2 separate regions of the Mus musculus genome follow, and region 1 is linked to region 2. Evidence: chromatin contacts called from public Hi-C data. All regions are on one chromosome and are shown on one strand. Each heading gives the region's core, a stretch centred on a gene start, on an enhancer-like site or on the middle of the called end of the contact. The rest is flanking DNA. Distances are from core to core; before and after follow the strand shown. Region 1 overlaps Gm32184 (a long non-coding RNA gene). Region 2 overlaps Nedd9 (neural precursor cell expressed, developmentally down-regulated gene 9).

Region 1 (3,134 bases), core at 445-2,944, 220 kb before region 2:
TGACGCCCTACCTGACACTAAAAGAAATTGAGCAGAGAGTTCAGCATTCATCTTTCTCTGCTTCCAGAATGTGGATACAATGCGAACAGCTACCTCACAGGCCTGCTGCCATGCCTCCTGCCACTGTGATAGGCTTTATTTTCAAACTGTGAGGGGGGGGGGGGGCACAGCCTCTCTTTCCCAAATTGCTTTTGTGTCAGGGAGGGATGGGAGGAAACAGATCCAGGATGCAGGCAGAGCAAGGTTTACAGGTAAATTCAGTGGAGATGTGGGCAGGGAAAAGCCAGGAGGCGCCATCGTTTCCACTTAGGAGATCCAGAAAAGCTCTGGACCACGAAGAACATTCAAACATCTTGTTTTAGAAGTGACAGGCAAGCAAGGTGACCCATACGGTTAGCTTGGTTTTTCAGAGTCTCTGAGGATGAGTTTCCTAAGTTCCCTCCCCATGACTGTGGAAATCATCTACTCTGATGAACACCTAGAAACAGTGCTTTTACCATGTCTACTAAGTAGCCTAGTTTAGTTGGAACATGCGATCCTCTGGATTGAGTGCCTGATCCAGTACTCTGGAACACACCCAGCTGTGTCTACATAGTCACAACAGCTTTCATTCTATCTCAGAAAAGGCTCCCTGTCTTACTCGCGAGCACAGCACGAGGACTCCCGAGGAGCCATATACCTCCTAAAAATGAAACTCTTTTTCCAAGGTTGAATGTGAGATGAAAGAATTAAACCAACAAACACACACACAAACAAAACAACAAAACAATGGCTAATTTGAGGAAGAAACTCTAGCAGGTTTCTTAAGAGTCCCAATTGGATTCACTTTTGTATATTTTAGTATTTTTTTCTTTTCTTAGTTTTTGTTTTGTTTTGTTTTTTTGAGAGTTGTACCCTTCCTTGATCACTCAGCTCTGTGTCCATCCTTCGCCTTCCTTTGGGAACCAGCTCGTTCCAGTTCCGTCTTGACTGCCTTTGCCACCCTTAGGCTCTGTTCTACCACGTGAATTCTGAAGAGGAAGAGGAGAAAGGGGAGAGGAGAAGGGGGGAGAAGGAAGTAGAGGAGGAGGAGGAGGAGGAGGAGGAAAGAGGAAGAGGAAGAAGCCACCATGTCACTCCATAAGCCATTGGTTCCACAGTCTTAGGGATTCTCCTGTGACCGTCCAGCCTGTGTTTCCTGACTTCCCCCATCCCTGCATCGACCACCTTCTTAAAGGGGTTTCTCCTTTTCTGTCTGCTCTTGAGTTCTCCCCACTTACTGGAAACATCAGGGGCCTTTATTTTACCCCAGACTTCTTGCCTATACCCCAGTCTCCTCTTATCCCCTGCACTTCTCTAACTCAATACCTTAGCTTTGATCACGCTGGAAGAAAAAGAAGCAGGCCGTCATTTTCTTCCTCTACAGTGCAGTTACTTCCTGCAAAATTACCTCTGAGTCCTCCAATCATTTTCACCACCATGTTATACAACGAGACCTCCACTTCTCTGTCTCTGTCTCTCTCGCTCTCTCTTGCTCTCTGTCACTGTCTGTCTCTGTCTCTCTCCCACTCCCTTTCTTCTCTTCATTTTTAGAGAAAGGGTCTACCTGTGTAGCTTAGGCTGGCCCCATCTCACAATCTTTCCTTGGCCTCCCCGTGCTGAGATTACGTGTACAGCTCTCGGAGCTACCTTGCCTGTCGGGCCCTTACACAGCTTGCTGATGAGCCGACTGTCTTCCAGTTTCTTTTTATGATGCTCCCCCCTCTCATGCTGTTTCATAATCTCTATTGTTTAAAACATCACTTCCTTGTTTAAAAACTGTTCACAATTTTCCACTGACTGCACCGAAATCCTCATTTCTTACATACCATTTGGCGATTTGTAATTGGCCCTGCGTCTATTTTTCCCACCGCATTTCTCTCTGACACCATCCCCGCACACCCACAGAGATGACCACATGCAATTCCTGAAGGCTGCCCAGCTTCTCTGAGCACGCGCACACATGTGTGTGAGGATTCCCTCAGAAGTTAGGAGAGGGAGTCAGACCCCCTGGAGCTGCAAACACAGTTAGGAGCCTGTGGATGTTGACCAAACTCAGGTCCTCTGTGGGAGCGGCAAACATTCCAACCGCTGAACTAACCTAGCCTCTTAACTGAACTTTAATGATTTAATAAGTGTCCAGGATCCTGCCACCCATTTAAGAGTCAGGACGTTGGAGTGAGGTTGTTATTTATGTGACTCTTAAACATCACACTTACTGTTTATACTGGATGGAGATAACCACATTTAAAAAGTTATTGTTTATGGGTGTCTTTGGTCTTTGTTTTTGTTCTAAGCCAGGGATGGTGGTGGTGCATGCCTGTTATACTTGCTATTTTTCTGTAGTGAAAATAAAATAACCAGATGGAAAGCAATTTAGTGAAGAAGTGACTGGCTGATTTGGGCCCATTGGCTGACTACCCCTTTGGAAGTGCTCTAGGGACCTGACTGACTTTCTGTGACTCTGCGTTAGCTCTCTGACTCTCTCTGCACTCTGTGTGCTGTGGAGGGGTCTCCAGTCTCTCACACCCCTTTACTATAGTCTACCCGGAGCTGGGTTGTCGATCTTTCTCCTACACTCTTTACCCAAGCCTGAGTTTTCGGCTCTGCCGTCTTCTAGACCATCTCTGCCACTCTTCAGTGAGTTCTAGTCTCACTCCACCCCATAGCTTTCATTCGATAGTGAACGGGAGTGAATGGAGTCACAGAGCCAGGTACAGCAGTGATGTGAGAAGAGGAATGAAACGCATCAGAAATATTTGCTGCTGTCGTTTCATATCCTGACTGGGAAGGCAGACCTGTACTTCAGTGAAATCACATGGCAATTGCTGTGTGTGTGTGACTGTAGGAGTGTGTATGTATGCATGAGAGAGAGAGGGACAGAGAGAGAGAGAGAGAGAGAGAGAGAGAGAGAGAGAGAGAGAGAGGATTTCATGAGTGTGAGAGAAATTATTAGACTGACTTATATGATCAGAGCTGAGTATTCTTATAGCCCATGTCGACAGGCTGAAGAGCCAGGGGAATTAAGTACTCACTCATTTCAAGAAGCTGGAAACCCAAGCAAGAGGAGCAAAGATGCAAGCTCAGCTCAAACCAAAGCAAAAATCCTGGAAGCC
Region 2 (2,922 bases), core at 276-2,775:
AAAAGCCTGCAAGTCAAAAGCCTACAAAGGTCTGAAACCAGACTACTTCTCTACTTCAGTGATCTCAGACTTCCAAGGGACACACCCAAGCTGCATGGGGAGCAATTTTGATTATTCTTTTCTTTTCTTAAATGTATTTATTTATTCACTTTACAACCCAATATCAGCCCTTCCTCTCCTCCCAGCTAATTATTCTTTAAAAAAAACTATTTATTTAATTTGGTTTCTTTTAAAAAAAAAACATATATTTATTTTCTCTGTGTGTGTGTGTGTGTGTGTGTGTGTGTGTGATAGCAATGTACCATGGATGTCAGAGAACAGCTCAAGCGGAGTGGCTCTCTCCTGCCAGGAGGGTCCCTGAGATTAAACTAAGGTCTTTAGGCTTGATGGCAAGCACCTTCACCCACAGAGCCAGCTTGTCAGCCTTGATGGTTGTTCTTTAGCGTTAGCTTGGACCCTAACCAACAGGATTTTATGTGCCCTGACTCCTTCTGAAGATTAATTTGGAGCTACCTTCTGACTCTAGGAAGCCAGGAGCCACGGTACCCACTTCTGCCGTAGATCAATCTTGCAGCTAAGAACCCACACACAGATCAGCATGGTGAAGGAATGAACAAAGTGGGAGCAAGGAACAAAGGGGTAATGCTCAGTTCACCTCAAACTACCAATGGTGATTCCGAGCTGCTCACTCAGCCAGTCTCCTCCTGCCCACACCTTCCCCAACAGCTCCTGATAGACAACAGAACAGAGCTTCCTACCACGAGGGTCCTGCAAGGGCACCACTTATTAACTGTCCTTAAATAGTAACTGGATACCAAAGCAAATAATGATTGATGTGAATTTCGGCTTTCCGGATCGGGGTATGACTCTGTAAAAGAGCACTTGTCTAGCACACATGAGACCCTAGATTTCATTTAAGCCAGGCACGGTGGCATGTGCGTGTAATCCCAGCTCTCAGGGAACAGAGGTACGTATTGGGAGTTGCCTGACTTCTCCCCCCCCCCCCCCGCCCCAGTATAGACTGCAAAACTGGTAAACTCTTTCATTGTCTCCTAGAGGGAAAACATATACTTGGTATAGTGGTTCTCAGAGCAGCCTCTGTGGGTTCTATGAGACCTACAATCCCTTCCCTCCTATATTGTGTTTTCAAACCATCCGTCTCTTAAAACTCATCTCCAGTCTAAAGCTTTCTCTTGGCAACCCAGTATTCTCTTCCCATTTTCTGGTCCCATCGTATGTGCATACCTCACTGATGCCATGGAGCTCATGGGTCCATTGGAAATGGGATAAGCTGCTGTCATGGCCTTGGCTGGGGTGCGCACCGTTTGGTGGTGGCTACTTAGAATACTTAAGTATTGTTGAGCTCGGCCAAGCCCTGTGGCATCATCTCTAAGGTGGGCAATTCCAAAACAGGGCATAGACAAATGCTGGCAGGAAGTGACTCAAAGGCTTTTAGGCAGGTCTTCCAGGCTGGTTCCTGAAAGGTAGCAGAAGATCCTGAAACTTATGCTGCCTCTGCCTTCTTAGACACTGAATCATCACAGCGCACATGTACATGCACATACACACAGACACCCATGGCTGCTGCCATGGGAACCAGAGACTTCCCTTGTTGGCATGTGAAGCCTTTTGAAATCAGTTGACCATAACAACCTCAGATACCAGCCACCTAACTGCTATAGATATTAAGCAATATTATTTTTGTCTACTAACAAGGAAAAAAATAGATTTAGAGGAAATTAGAGTTGCCGGAAATGACAAACTCTGACTTTTCACCTCCCTTTTCTTTGTTCCCTGTTGTCTGTGTGTCTCTTTGTTTTTCTCTGCCTTTCTGTTCTCTATGCTCTCCCCATCTCTATCTCCCATATATACAACTTAAAAAGTTAATTCCAGGGCAGAGGACACCCCCCCCCCAGTTTTTTCTTATGTAAACTCAATGAAGTACAATTACGTCCCAAAATTGTAGATTTCTATATGAAAATAAACCTAATAAATATATCTAACTGTCTAGTTTGTAAAACTGTCCAAAGAACTGAGATGTCACCTAAATGTCCCCCCTGAAAAGTCAAGGTACATTTTATATCTTCCACAGCCTTGGAGGTCCCCAAGCAGTGAAGGGAGGGACTTGCTAAGCTTACCCTGACCTGAAAGGCACTGTTCCCAGACAGTCACCCACGCCAAGGGAATGAGCAAACCCTCACACCTCCTTAACTGAACAAAGGTCCTCTTTGTTTGGTCAACACCAACGTCTTCAGATTTCAGCCACAGTCTGTCATAAAGCTCATAGATAATGCATATTTCTGAGGGGGCGTTTGTAACTTGTCACTCACCCTTACCAAGGCAACAGAGGTTAGTTAGCCTTCCCCTCCCACTGATTGCAAAGTAAGTGACTGCTTATCACAGTGAGTGAGAGGCAGCCTGCCACAGGACACCCCACTGCATGGATAATACTTTCTGAAGGAGGGAGGGCAGGAACACTGCTTGTCTTATTTAATGATAAAACTTGTTGGATCATCTTATGTGAATCCGTCTCAAAGACACAAGAGAAAGGGAGAAGACCAACTCGCCAGAGTGCATTCTACAAAATTCGGGGCTGGAAAATGTCAGAGGCCAAAAACACTCTGTTCTAAGTAGCAGTACCTTAGTCATTGTGTCAGGGTTACAGCCAGCAGGCATGCCCGACCTTTGATGTTGTGAAACGTCAGTGCCATCTACAAGTGTCTTGGGCCACACTCGTGGCTATCCTGGGATACACTCAGCTCGCAGATTGCAGTTTGCACATGGCTGGTACTAGAGGTGTCCCCATCTGTGTGAGAAGTCCAGGTGGTTCACACGTAAGACAGTGGATTCCTCTGCAGTCTCTGTTAACTTCTGGAGAGATCTCTTCAAAAGAACCTCTGAGTCTGAAACAGGGTGGTGATG

What was found. Hi-C and Micro-C count contacts between places; a contact is called where the count stands out from the background.
Region 1: a Hi-C map of bone marrow-derived macrophages shows a contact between it and region 2, with 24 read pairs. The contact joins two enhancer-like sites. A contact is called at or near these places in 1 of 15 datasets of contacts at CTCF or cohesin (large pre-B cells), 4 of 484 Hi-C or Micro-C datasets (the C2C12 cell line, bone marrow-derived macrophages, conventional dendritic cells and 1 more), 11 of 115 datasets of contacts at active chromatin or transcription factors (the 230-238 cell line, the NIH/3T3 cell line, bone marrow-derived macrophages and 7 more) and 1 of 9 other capture datasets (embryonic stem cells).

Annotation. Positions count from the first base shown.
Region 1 is chr13:41,550,736-41,553,869 of GRCm38.p6, reverse strand. All of the region lies in intron 2 of Gm32184 (a long non-coding RNA gene), which reads left to right. Among named protein-coding and RNA genes, the nearest start is that of Tmem170b, 54 kb to the left of the region's middle. Within about 2 kb of position 1,694, at least 33 of the 459 cell types and tissues checked have an H3K27ac peak or open chromatin away from gene starts, as enhancers often do. A contact at or near this core is called in bone marrow-derived macrophages, where this site is marked.
Region 2 is chr13:41,330,529-41,333,450 of GRCm38.p6, reverse strand. The region is part of intron 2 of Nedd9 (neural precursor cell expressed, developmentally down-regulated gene 9); the gene reads left to right. Among named protein-coding and RNA genes, the nearest start is that of Nedd9, 27 kb to the left of the region's middle. Within about 2 kb of position 1,525, at least 65 of the 459 cell types and tissues checked have an H3K27ac peak or open chromatin away from gene starts, as enhancers often do. A contact at or near this core is called in bone marrow-derived macrophages, where this site is marked.